2 separate regions of the Mus musculus genome follow, and region 2 is linked to region 1. Evidence: chromatin contacts called from public promoter capture Hi-C data. All regions are on one chromosome and are shown on one strand. Each heading gives the region's core, a stretch centred on a gene start, on an enhancer-like site or on the middle of the called end of the contact. The rest is flanking DNA. Distances are from core to core; before and after follow the strand shown.

Region 1 (4,953 bases), core at 654-3,153:
TGGTCAGAGAGCTATAGAAATGGTGTTCGGTGACAAGGGTGTGATATACTCACGTGGCACTTGCAGGTAAACCTCTTTCCGACTACTGTGTGCGCCCAATGAGAACTGGCAGAGCAGGGTCCGACCGTGGTCCTGCCAGGATAGGGCCATATGTAGGGTCGTCTGGTGATAGACGCCAGTGGGCTCGAGGCTCTGGAAGCTGGAGGTGACAGAGTGGGTGGGGTCCTGGCCTCGCCACTGCAGGCTGACTTGCTTCTCCTGCAGGCACAGGTAGGGTGTGGAACAGTTGAAGTTCCTCTCCATGCCTTCACGCAGCTCCTCAGGAATGGTAATAGTGGGGGGGCTGGGATCCGCTGAAAACAAAGGCAGTAATTCTCAGGGCTCCCCTCACCTCACTGTACCTCACACTGTCCCCACAACCCCAACCAAAGGACAAGACTTGGGGGGAGGGGGACTCAAGAAAAGGAGAATGTCACAGAGTGAAAAATAATAGGCAAAGGTCAGAGCTGAAGGCCTAGGCAAGGTTCAGGTCAAAGGACAGGGCTGGAGCAGCAGCCTAGGAGTCCCTGACCGCGACCAGTCCCCAGGCTCCTCACTTGTCACAGTGACCGTGGTGCCTTTGACATCTAACCAGCGGTTGCTATCACTGATCTCAAAGCGGAAGTTGTAGGTGCCAGAGTCTTCAGGCTTCAAGTCTTTGAGCAACAGGTTGCACACCTTGTGGTCCATGTTCCCCATCAGTTCAGCTCGACCCCTGAAACGCTTGTCCACCAGCTTGGGGTCCCCTGAGTGGATTACCACCTGCCGCTTGCCCGAGTAGTCATAGTACCAGATGGCTGTGATGCCATTGGACACTGGGACATCGGCAGGGTAGCTGAAGATGCAGGGAATGAGCAGGCAGGATCCCGACAAGCCCTGCACATTCTTGGGACTGGAGACACCCCATGTGGTCTGGCCTAGAGGAGGGTAGGAAGAGCAACAGAGAAAAGGGTGATGCAAGCCTGGGAACAGAGCCCTGTCACCTGCCCCAAAAGAGGGTGCTCCAAACAGGCTCCAAATCTAATCTAATTTCCCTCTTAGTGCCCCAAGGATGGGGTGTGCTCAGTCACATCTGATCATAGTCTAGGCTTCTGTGCTGAGTCCACAGAGGCCAGACCCTATGAGAGGCACTAGCCTCGTGCAGCTTACCTAGTGAGAAGACAGAGGCCAGCAGGAGCAGGGAGAACAGGACACACATCCCAGTGCCCAGGTGCATTCAGGTGCCTAGGGAAGCCGGGTGGGTAGGCACACAGAGACTGCCTGGAGCACTCCAGGGCCCAAGTCTATAGGGTTTATCTCACCTGCTGTGTTGGTCAACCCAACAGGAAGGACTGCTGTGGCAGCCACCAGCAGGGAACCAGAAGCCCCTGTTCCTGGCTCAGGGAGTGATTGGAAATGCTCTCACTTGGTGGCATGTCCCAGAGAGTCTTCTGTGCCCCTTGGCTCCACCCCTTAAGGACACAGCCTCAAGGCAGATCAGCAGTGCATGTCTCTCTTCACTTCTCCCCTGCCGCCTCCTATTACTCAAACCAACAGAACCTGGAGTCCAGTGAGACCCTGTCACTTACTCCAGGGCATCCAGCAAGCACCGTAAGCACCGGAAATTGGTCTCCTGCCTCTCCAGCTACAAGTCGGACTGAGCACACGCTGAGGCTGCCTGGCTTGTTTGTAGACAAAGTTCTCAACTTGGCAGCTCAGGGTGGTCTCAAGTTCACAGAATCCTCCTTCAACTTCCTTTAAAGAGTCCTTCCTCTCTCAAAAAACTCCTCATTGCCCCCTGAGATTTTGAAAGACCTCATTTCTTAACCCCTATGCTGTCCCCTTTCTCTGTGTTTCATAGACTTACTCTAGGCCTAATCTTGTCTGCTCCCTGGCTCCCTCACTGCCCAGTTCCACCCCCACCATAAATGATCTTTGCTCACAGAAATCTTACTCAACCTTCAGGATGCTGCATAAATCTGTAACTTCCCCTCTGGGCTGAGTCCTTGTGGCCACAGCAGAGAAAGCTTTATGTTTTCCCTCTTCTTGGCAGCCATGGGCATCCACCCATTTCTGAAGACCTAGGCCTGGGAATTTGTGGTCCACAGCAGTGCAGAGCCCCAGACCTACAGGGATCTCAGTGATTATGACAAGGGTGTGTGGTCCAGAGTCAGGCTAGAGAGGTGTCAAGGAAACTTTCCTGGGTCAGGTCGCCATACACTCACACCCACAAACATGCTTATTGTATACCATGCACAAGGAGCAAGCCCTGTGCCAAAGGGTGCCACAGCAGGAAGGAACACCACAGGCGGCAGACACAGCAGTCCAAGAAACACCTAGAAAACAACCCAGATGTCAGTCTCCATGGCTTTGGACCACGCAGTGCTTTCCTGACTTAGAAGCGAAGCTCAGTGGTAATGCTTCGTGATTCTAGCGTTCGGGAAGCTGTAGTGGGAGGATCCTGTGTTTAAGGCTCGCTCGTCAGGGCAAGCTACGAAGACCGTGCCTCAAAAAAGAAAAGGGGGAAGTAGGTAAGAGGGACTTGATTTTTGTGTGAGCCAAAAAAAAAAAAAAAAAACCAAGCAAACAAACAAAAACAAACAAACAAACAAAAACTGTGCAGAGAAATGAAAAAGACAGCCAAAGAATGAGAGAAAATATTTGAGAATCATTTATTGAAGACTAGTATCCAGAACATGTCAAGAATTCTGACAGTACCATAGCCTCCTCTGAAATAAAACAACCCATCTAGGAAAATGGGCAAAGGACTTGAATAGACACTTCTCATTGAAGAAATGCAAGGCAACAAACCAATGAAAAGACGCGTGAGGAAAACATAAGTCGGAACCAGAGTGAGGGCTGGGGGGCAGTTCAGGGGGTAAGAACACGGTACCGTACCGGGTGTGAGCATTTGTACAACTACCGAAGCTCCTGAATGCAGGCCCAGCACTGGTTGGAGCAGAGAGAGACAGAAGAATTCCTGGGGTTAGCTGGCTAGCCAGCTCAGCTGTAAGAGATCCTGTCTCAGGGGGAGTTAAGTGGCAAAGGATAGAAGACACACACATCAGCAAACATGGGAACAACCAACCACTATGATGGCTACTAATGAAAAAAAAAAAAAAACAAGAATAAAAACTGTTGGTGAGGATGCACAGAAATAGGAGCCCTGCACATCGTTAGTGGGAATGTGGAATGGTGCAGTGTGGGAGACTGAGGATTCCTCAAGAAGTCGGTGTAGAACTAGGAAATGGGACAGGATGAGAACCTATAGGGACAGAAGCTGAGCTCCAAGCAGACACCGCTAAACCACGTTCACAGCAGCATCCTTCACACCTGTCATAGGATAGAAAGATCCCTGTGTCTATCAACAGAGAGATGGATAGAGAGATGTGCCTATGTATATAGTGGATTAATCAGAACAGATGCAGCTCTGACACGTCCTCTATAACATAGTAAGCAAATACTACATTGCTCAAGTTAATGAACCATCTAGAAACAGAAAATGGATGAAGTTACTGGGGACTGGGAGAGGAGAGAATATGGAGTTACTATCTGATGGGTACAGAGACTACGTTGTGGATGGTGAGAACGGACTGGAAATGGATAGTGGTGGCAGCTATGTAACAATGTAAATATATGCCTAAAGATAGGACAGGAAACTCCATCTGATGTATATTTTATCATAGACACAATGTTGCAACTGTGCAATCCTCCCAGCTTCCTGCCGACTCAGCAGAGACAAGCAGTCCTGGGGAGACTGGAAGTGGGGACAGGAAACTGATGACATCCCCCAGGCCACAGCCCATCCAGCACATGGCTTCACTGACTACCTGGAGAGGGTGGAGAGGGAGTCCAGGCCTGGCCAAGGATCTGAGGTGCTCCCAAGGTGCCCAGGCAGCGTTTAGCCCCGTGAAGAAGGCAGAAGAGATGCCTTTGCAGGGATGGTGGCAAAGAGCCCAAGTAGAACATGGAAAACCCAGCCCCCCAGGGGCTCCAGGCTTCCAGTACCTGCTGTGTCTGAATAACATACCTGGCTTCTCAAGACTGGCCCAGGCTGGCCGCTCTCTTTAAGAAAGGGCAGTCTGTTGAATACATTTAGTGTCAGAGTAGCCCTAGGGCCTAGATCCACACACATGGTGTCAGGGACAAATCCCCTGCATTTAGAACATTAGCAAGCTATGTCTTTGCTGTCCCCAGCTCCCTGTCTCCTATAATTGAGGTCCTAGAAATGGCAGTGGTGACTCTTGTAGAGGGATGGTAGGATTTTTACATTCTAATACCCGAATGACATATTTGAGAGAACATGTGACAATGGTGCCTCATTTGGCTCAGACCCAGTATCCAGGGATCAGGCCCACTGGAGTCTAGCATGGTAGCTCAGACTGCTCCACCACAAATGCCTCAGGGACTGTTTTCAAAAAATAGAGGAGAGACAACCTCAGGAACAAAGAGCAATGTCCCTGTGTGAAAACTTGGTGTGGAAAGGGAGGTGCCATGAGCTTGGATTGGAGTGATTAACCTAATTGGGCACCCAGCACTCCTTGGGAATAAGTTCTGTCCTAGGAAAGAGGGAGGGATAGCAGTCTTGGAGCACAGAGAGCTTAAGGCCCTGAAAGAATTCCTCCTGTGAACGACGACTTTGGACAGCAATGTCCTCAGGCAGAAGTCCCTGATTTTCATCCTTGAGTCCCCAAGCAGGGCATGCTGAAGAAAGGGCTTACAGGACCACACCGGAGCTGGCATGTGCCATGTCAGAGCCCTTGGGGTGCCCTGGCATACTTTGGAAACCTATGTTGACTGCATGTGAGACCAAGTATCCCAGGACATCTAAGGAAGACATGCTGGGGCCCTGACCTTTGACAGAGGTAAGGTCATTGTGGGTAACTTTCTCCAGTATAGGATTCAGTTTCTGTTTCCTGTACCCCAGGGCTCCCT
Region 2 (4,953 bases), core at 935-3,434, 690 kb after region 1:
CAGTCCCTCCCTCAGCAGCTCGATGTGCAGCGTGGGGGCTGGGAGGAGAATGGGGGGAGGACTTATTGAGGGAGTACCAGGAGGAAAGGAAAGGCTTATATTAGGTTGTAAAGTGAATAATTAAATAAATTTAATTTTAAAAAGCTATTATAGTAAAAATAACATGGCACTGGCACAAAAAACAGACATGTAGGTCAATGGAACAAAGTAAAACCCCAGAAATGAGTGCATGAAATTATAGCCATTTGATATCTGACCACACCGCTTCAAACATGAATTAGTAAAAACATTGTTTAAAAACAATAAAGCAACTGAAGGAAGGAAGGCAGTGACTACAAATATTAAACTGTGACTAAGTCATGTGATTCTTAAACAGGAGCAAGTGACAGTTCTCAAAGACAGACATATAACCCACAAAGTACACTTAAAATGCTCAAAATCTTTAACCATCAAGAAAATGCCAATCAAAACTACACTGGGAGTGAATGTCACCACAGCTGAAACAACTACGCAATAAAACAAAAAATAACAGAAGTTGGCAAGAACAGGGGAGTGGGCAAAGGAACCAGTATGCACTGTGAGGGGAATATAAATTAGTACAGCCATTTTAGGACACTGTGGGGGTTACTAAACACACACACACACACACACTCGCGCATACACACGGAAATTAGAGCCACTAGACAGTATAGTGGGGTGGGTCTGTACTCTCAGAATGTGGAAGCTGAAGGTAGAAGAATTGTGGGCTTGCAGCCATCCTAGACCACATCCAAATCCCTATCTTAAGGAAAGAATAAAGGAAAAACTTCCATACGACCAATATTGTATTAGTTTGCTTCCCTCTTGTGGTGATAAAACAGTGATCAAAATCAGCTTGGGGGTGTTCTTGGGCTTGGTCTACTCTTCCACATCATGGTCCATCATTGATAGCCAGGACAGGAATTCAAGCAGGAGCAAAGGCAGGTCACAGGCTTGGGGGTAAGTGACTTTCACAGATGAGCCATCTTGCCAACCCTGGACTGTCTTCCAAGGGCGTTGTCTTTTGGGGGTTAGGTTACTGTGGCAAGCAGGACTCTCTTTGGCTTGCAGACTCTCCTCTGTGAGTTCTCCACCAATGTGTGCCTCTGTGTTGCCACTGAGTAGATGGGCAAAGAATCCATTGACATCCATTGACAGAACATCAAGGGAGGAGCCTCAAACTTGGACTTCCCAGAGACCAGATTCAAACCTCCTTAGAATATCAGTGTTTCTACACATTGGATTGATGCCTACTGATACACTCCACAGGGAGAACATGTGGAGTTTTATCACACATGAAGTGAGGACTTGGATCACAAAATTAGAAACATTTCTCCACCCAATCAGCAACAACAAAAGTCATGATTTGGAATCAGATATATCTCAGCCAACTGTGAATTTAGCCAAATTTTAGCCAACTGGGAAGTTCCTTGGAGTTGAAATTCAAGCTGTCAAGATGTCTTTTCCCAAGCCTTTGACCTAACCAGTCCTGTGTCTGAGGATGCTGTCACTGACATTAGCACCACCCCACTCCCTGCTTCCCCACGCTGGGCATTTTCCTGGGCCTCTTGGTCACATTAGCTTATACCATGAGGACTTTCATCTGAATACCTACAGCTTTCAGAGGCACAGTAGGTCTTCAGAGGCACAGTAGGTCTTCAGTATTGCAGTGTTTCATTCCTCACTAATGCCAAGGAGGATTTTTTCTGTAGGGGTAGACCTTATTTTTAAAGCTCACTCATCCGTTGATGAAAATTTAGATTGTTTCCACTTCTGAGCTTTTGTGACTAACCTTGTATGAGCACTCATGTACAGTTTTTGTGTGGACAGGACGTATGGTTTTAATTTCCTTTGAACATATCCCTAAGATTAAAATGATCAGGTCACATAGCATTTCTATGTTTAGCCTCTGTGTCTTAACATTTTGAGAAACTTTTAAACTCTTTTTCAAAGTTTCTGGGCCTTTTTACAATCCCACTAGCAATATGTCAGGCCCAATTTTAAGTTGAGTGGGTTGGGATTTTTTTTTATTGTCAAGCTTAACATTCTTTATCGTTTCTGGCTATAAGCCCCTTGTATTATAAAAATGTGTTTTCTGTCAGTGCACAGGGGAATCCATAGAGACTGAAGACGCTGGTGACTTTCAGGGAGGTGTTGCGGGGGCAAGGGTGATGGCTGCTGGCCAGTATACAGTTTCTTTATGCAATGTTAAACAAGGTCTAAAATTGTTCAAAGTTACACCACCCAGAAATATACTAAGAATCTCTTTAAGTTACGTAATTTACAGTGGAAATTTTTGTGGTGCCTGACTGGTATCCCCATAAAGATTTTTGTAACTGAACATCTCCAAAATGCCAGGACTCTATCAAACACCAGAGTCTATGTTGTACAGGGGTTGTCATCTGGGTTCGACTATCCTAAAAGGGCGCCTGCGCTGAGGTGTTAATACCTAGGCTGTGACTCTATGGTACTGGAACCTTCAGGAGTAGTGTCTTGTGAAAGGATGTTGGGCTGTGTGGTCTTGCTCTTGAAAGGAGCAGCCTGGCTCTTCACTTTTTATTTTATTATTTTTACTTATGGCATCTGAATGTCGAGTGGAGGGTATATGCACCCCTTCCCTTTTCTGATTTCCTGAGGTGGTTTACTGTCATAGACACAGAATCAACATGGTCAGCTGACCAAGGACTTGGACCTCTAACACCATGAACTCAACCAAAGCTTCCCTTCAGTCAGTTGACTTTTATGGGCTGTTCTGTCGTGGTAACACAAAGCCAGCGAACAGAGTAGGTAAAGGACACAGAACTGTGTTGGACGGGAAAGTCCAGGGAAGAAAGGTGCGGAATGCACAAAGAGCGCGCTGCCAATAGAACCCTTGTGGTGGTGGCCCGCACCATCAAGCTACTGCTCTCCCATTCTCCCTGCTCTCTAAACACAACTCATGCAGTATGTATCCTTCTGGACAGGGTAATTTCATCTAGTGTGTCTCCCATGACCTCCATATTGTAGCAAGATAGAATTTTCTTCATATTTTCATTTTAGGGCTTAATAGTGAGTGTGTGTATGTGTGTGTGTGTGTGTGAGAGAGAGAGAGAGAGAGAGAGAGAGAGAGACTGTGTGTGAAACTGTGTGTAATAGTGTGTGTGTGAGTATATGAGGGTGGGTGTGAGAGTGTAAGTGTATGTGTGAGTGTGTGTGTGAGTTTGTGTGTCCATGTGTGTGTGAGTTTGTGTGTCTATGTGTATGTGAGTGTGTGTGCATGTGAATTTGTGCATGAGTATATGTATGTGTATGCTTCTGTGAGTGTGTGTGTGCATGTGTGTGAGTGTGTGTGTGTGACTTTCTTTACTTATTCCTCTACTGATACACATTGAGGTTGTTTGCATGTCTTGTCTATTATAAATTCTGCTTCAGTGAACATGAGATGGCCAGTGTGTCTTCGAGTTCCTGACTTCAGTTCTTTCATATATATACCCAGAGCAGACTCACTGATCACACAACTCTTCTATTTTTAATGTTTTGAGGAAACCTCAGTGTTTTTTGTAGCTGCTGCATGTTTTCCCATTTTTCAATAGGCCATGAGTTCCAGATTTTCTGCATCTCTGTCAACACACATATTTATTATTTACTATGGTTGCACTAATATGTATGAGAAGATAATTTAAGGTGGTTTTGTTTGCCTTTCCCTACAGTAAGTAATGTTAAACACATATTTTCTGACCATCTGTATATCTTCTCAAGTCCTTTGCTGAGTTGTGGGAGTTTCTTATTTTATAAATTCATCCTCTACCAAAAGCATGGATTTGTGGAGGCTAGAGCGATGTCTCAGAAGTTAAGCACACCTGCTGCTCTTGCAGAAGAGCTGGAATTGGTTCCCAGCATGCATATGGTGGCTCTCAACCATCTGTAACTGCAGTTCCAAGGGATCTGTTGCCCTCTTCAGGGCTCTGCAGACATTAGGCATGTATGTGTTGAACACATACACAGACAAAACACCCATATACATAAAATAAATAAATAAACAAATATTTAAAATATACAATTTAAATATTTCTGTTCTGTGGCCTGTCCTTTGGCTCTGCAGAAGTGCTGTGGGCTGTAATCCCAGTCAGGTTTGCTTCCATTGCTTAAGCAATGTGGGTGTCACTCCCATTCAGCTCCCCCCATAACTTCTTTCAGAAGTTTTATAGTGCCAGGTATTGTGCTTAAGTCTTTCCCCATTTTGAATTTTCATGTCTATAAATTAGAGATACAAGTTTGTCCCTTCTTAGTGGACAGCCAGTTTTCCTATTGTGGGGAGAAACTATACTTTAGTCATTAGTTACTCTTGACACTGTTCTCAAAGATCAGTTTGGTAAGTATGTGTTGGTTCATTTCTAGGCTCTCTACCTTTTCCTATTGGTCGGTATGCCTGGCTATATGTCAACATCATCTTATTTTAATTATAACAAGTTTTGAAATCTGGAAGTGTGATGCCTCCATCCTTGTTACTTCTCAAGATCTCTTGGCCAATTCTGCATCTTTCCCTGTACCATGTGGCTATTAGGATTGCTTTATCCATTTTAGTAAGGGATGTATTGGCATTTTTATGAGAAAAATGTTGCATCTGTGCATTGCTTTGGGGAGTAGAGGCATATTTAAGTCGCTCTTGCCTTGTGTGGTAATTATATATGACCAAAACAGCTTAAAGGAGAAACAATTGCTTTCTTCTCACAGTCACATGTGTTTCAGTCTTGTATGTGACTTTTCCTAGGGAGATTCATTCATCATTTGTTTATTCATTCAACATCAGGCACTGGTGACAGAGCAAAGAAATGATTCTACCTAAGTCTACCTCTGAGACCCGGTATATTGGGATTGTTTACAGAAGAATGGGTGAGAGGTAACTTACAAAATCTGTGTCACCAAAAGGCCTACTGTTGATGACTTCAAGGATCT

What was found. Promoter capture Hi-C pulls out the DNA fragments that hold promoters and counts their contacts.
Region 2: a contact with region 1 is called in a promoter capture Hi-C map of liver, with 3 times the contacts expected there. The contact joins the enhancer-like site here to the promoter of Siglec1 in region 1. A contact is called at or near these places in 6 of 39 promoter capture datasets (the 3T3-L1 cell line, the C10 cell line, embryonic stem cells and 2 more) and 1 of 115 datasets of contacts at active chromatin or transcription factors (embryonic stem cells).

Annotation. Positions count from the first base shown.
Region 1 is chr2:131,084,862-131,089,814 of GRCm38.p6, forward strand. Siglec1 (sialic acid binding Ig-like lectin 1, sialoadhesin) reads right to left here and starts at 1,904. Exons shown (of 21, transcript NM_011426.3): 1 at 1,189-1,904; 2 at 597-956; 3 at 54-353. The coding sequence starts at 1,255.
Region 2 is chr2:131,771,722-131,776,674 of GRCm38.p6, forward strand. No RefSeq gene overlaps it. Among named protein-coding and RNA genes, the nearest start is that of Gm30986, 34 kb to the left of the region's middle. Within about 2 kb of position 2,185, at least 6 of the 459 cell types and tissues checked have an H3K27ac peak or open chromatin away from gene starts, as enhancers often do.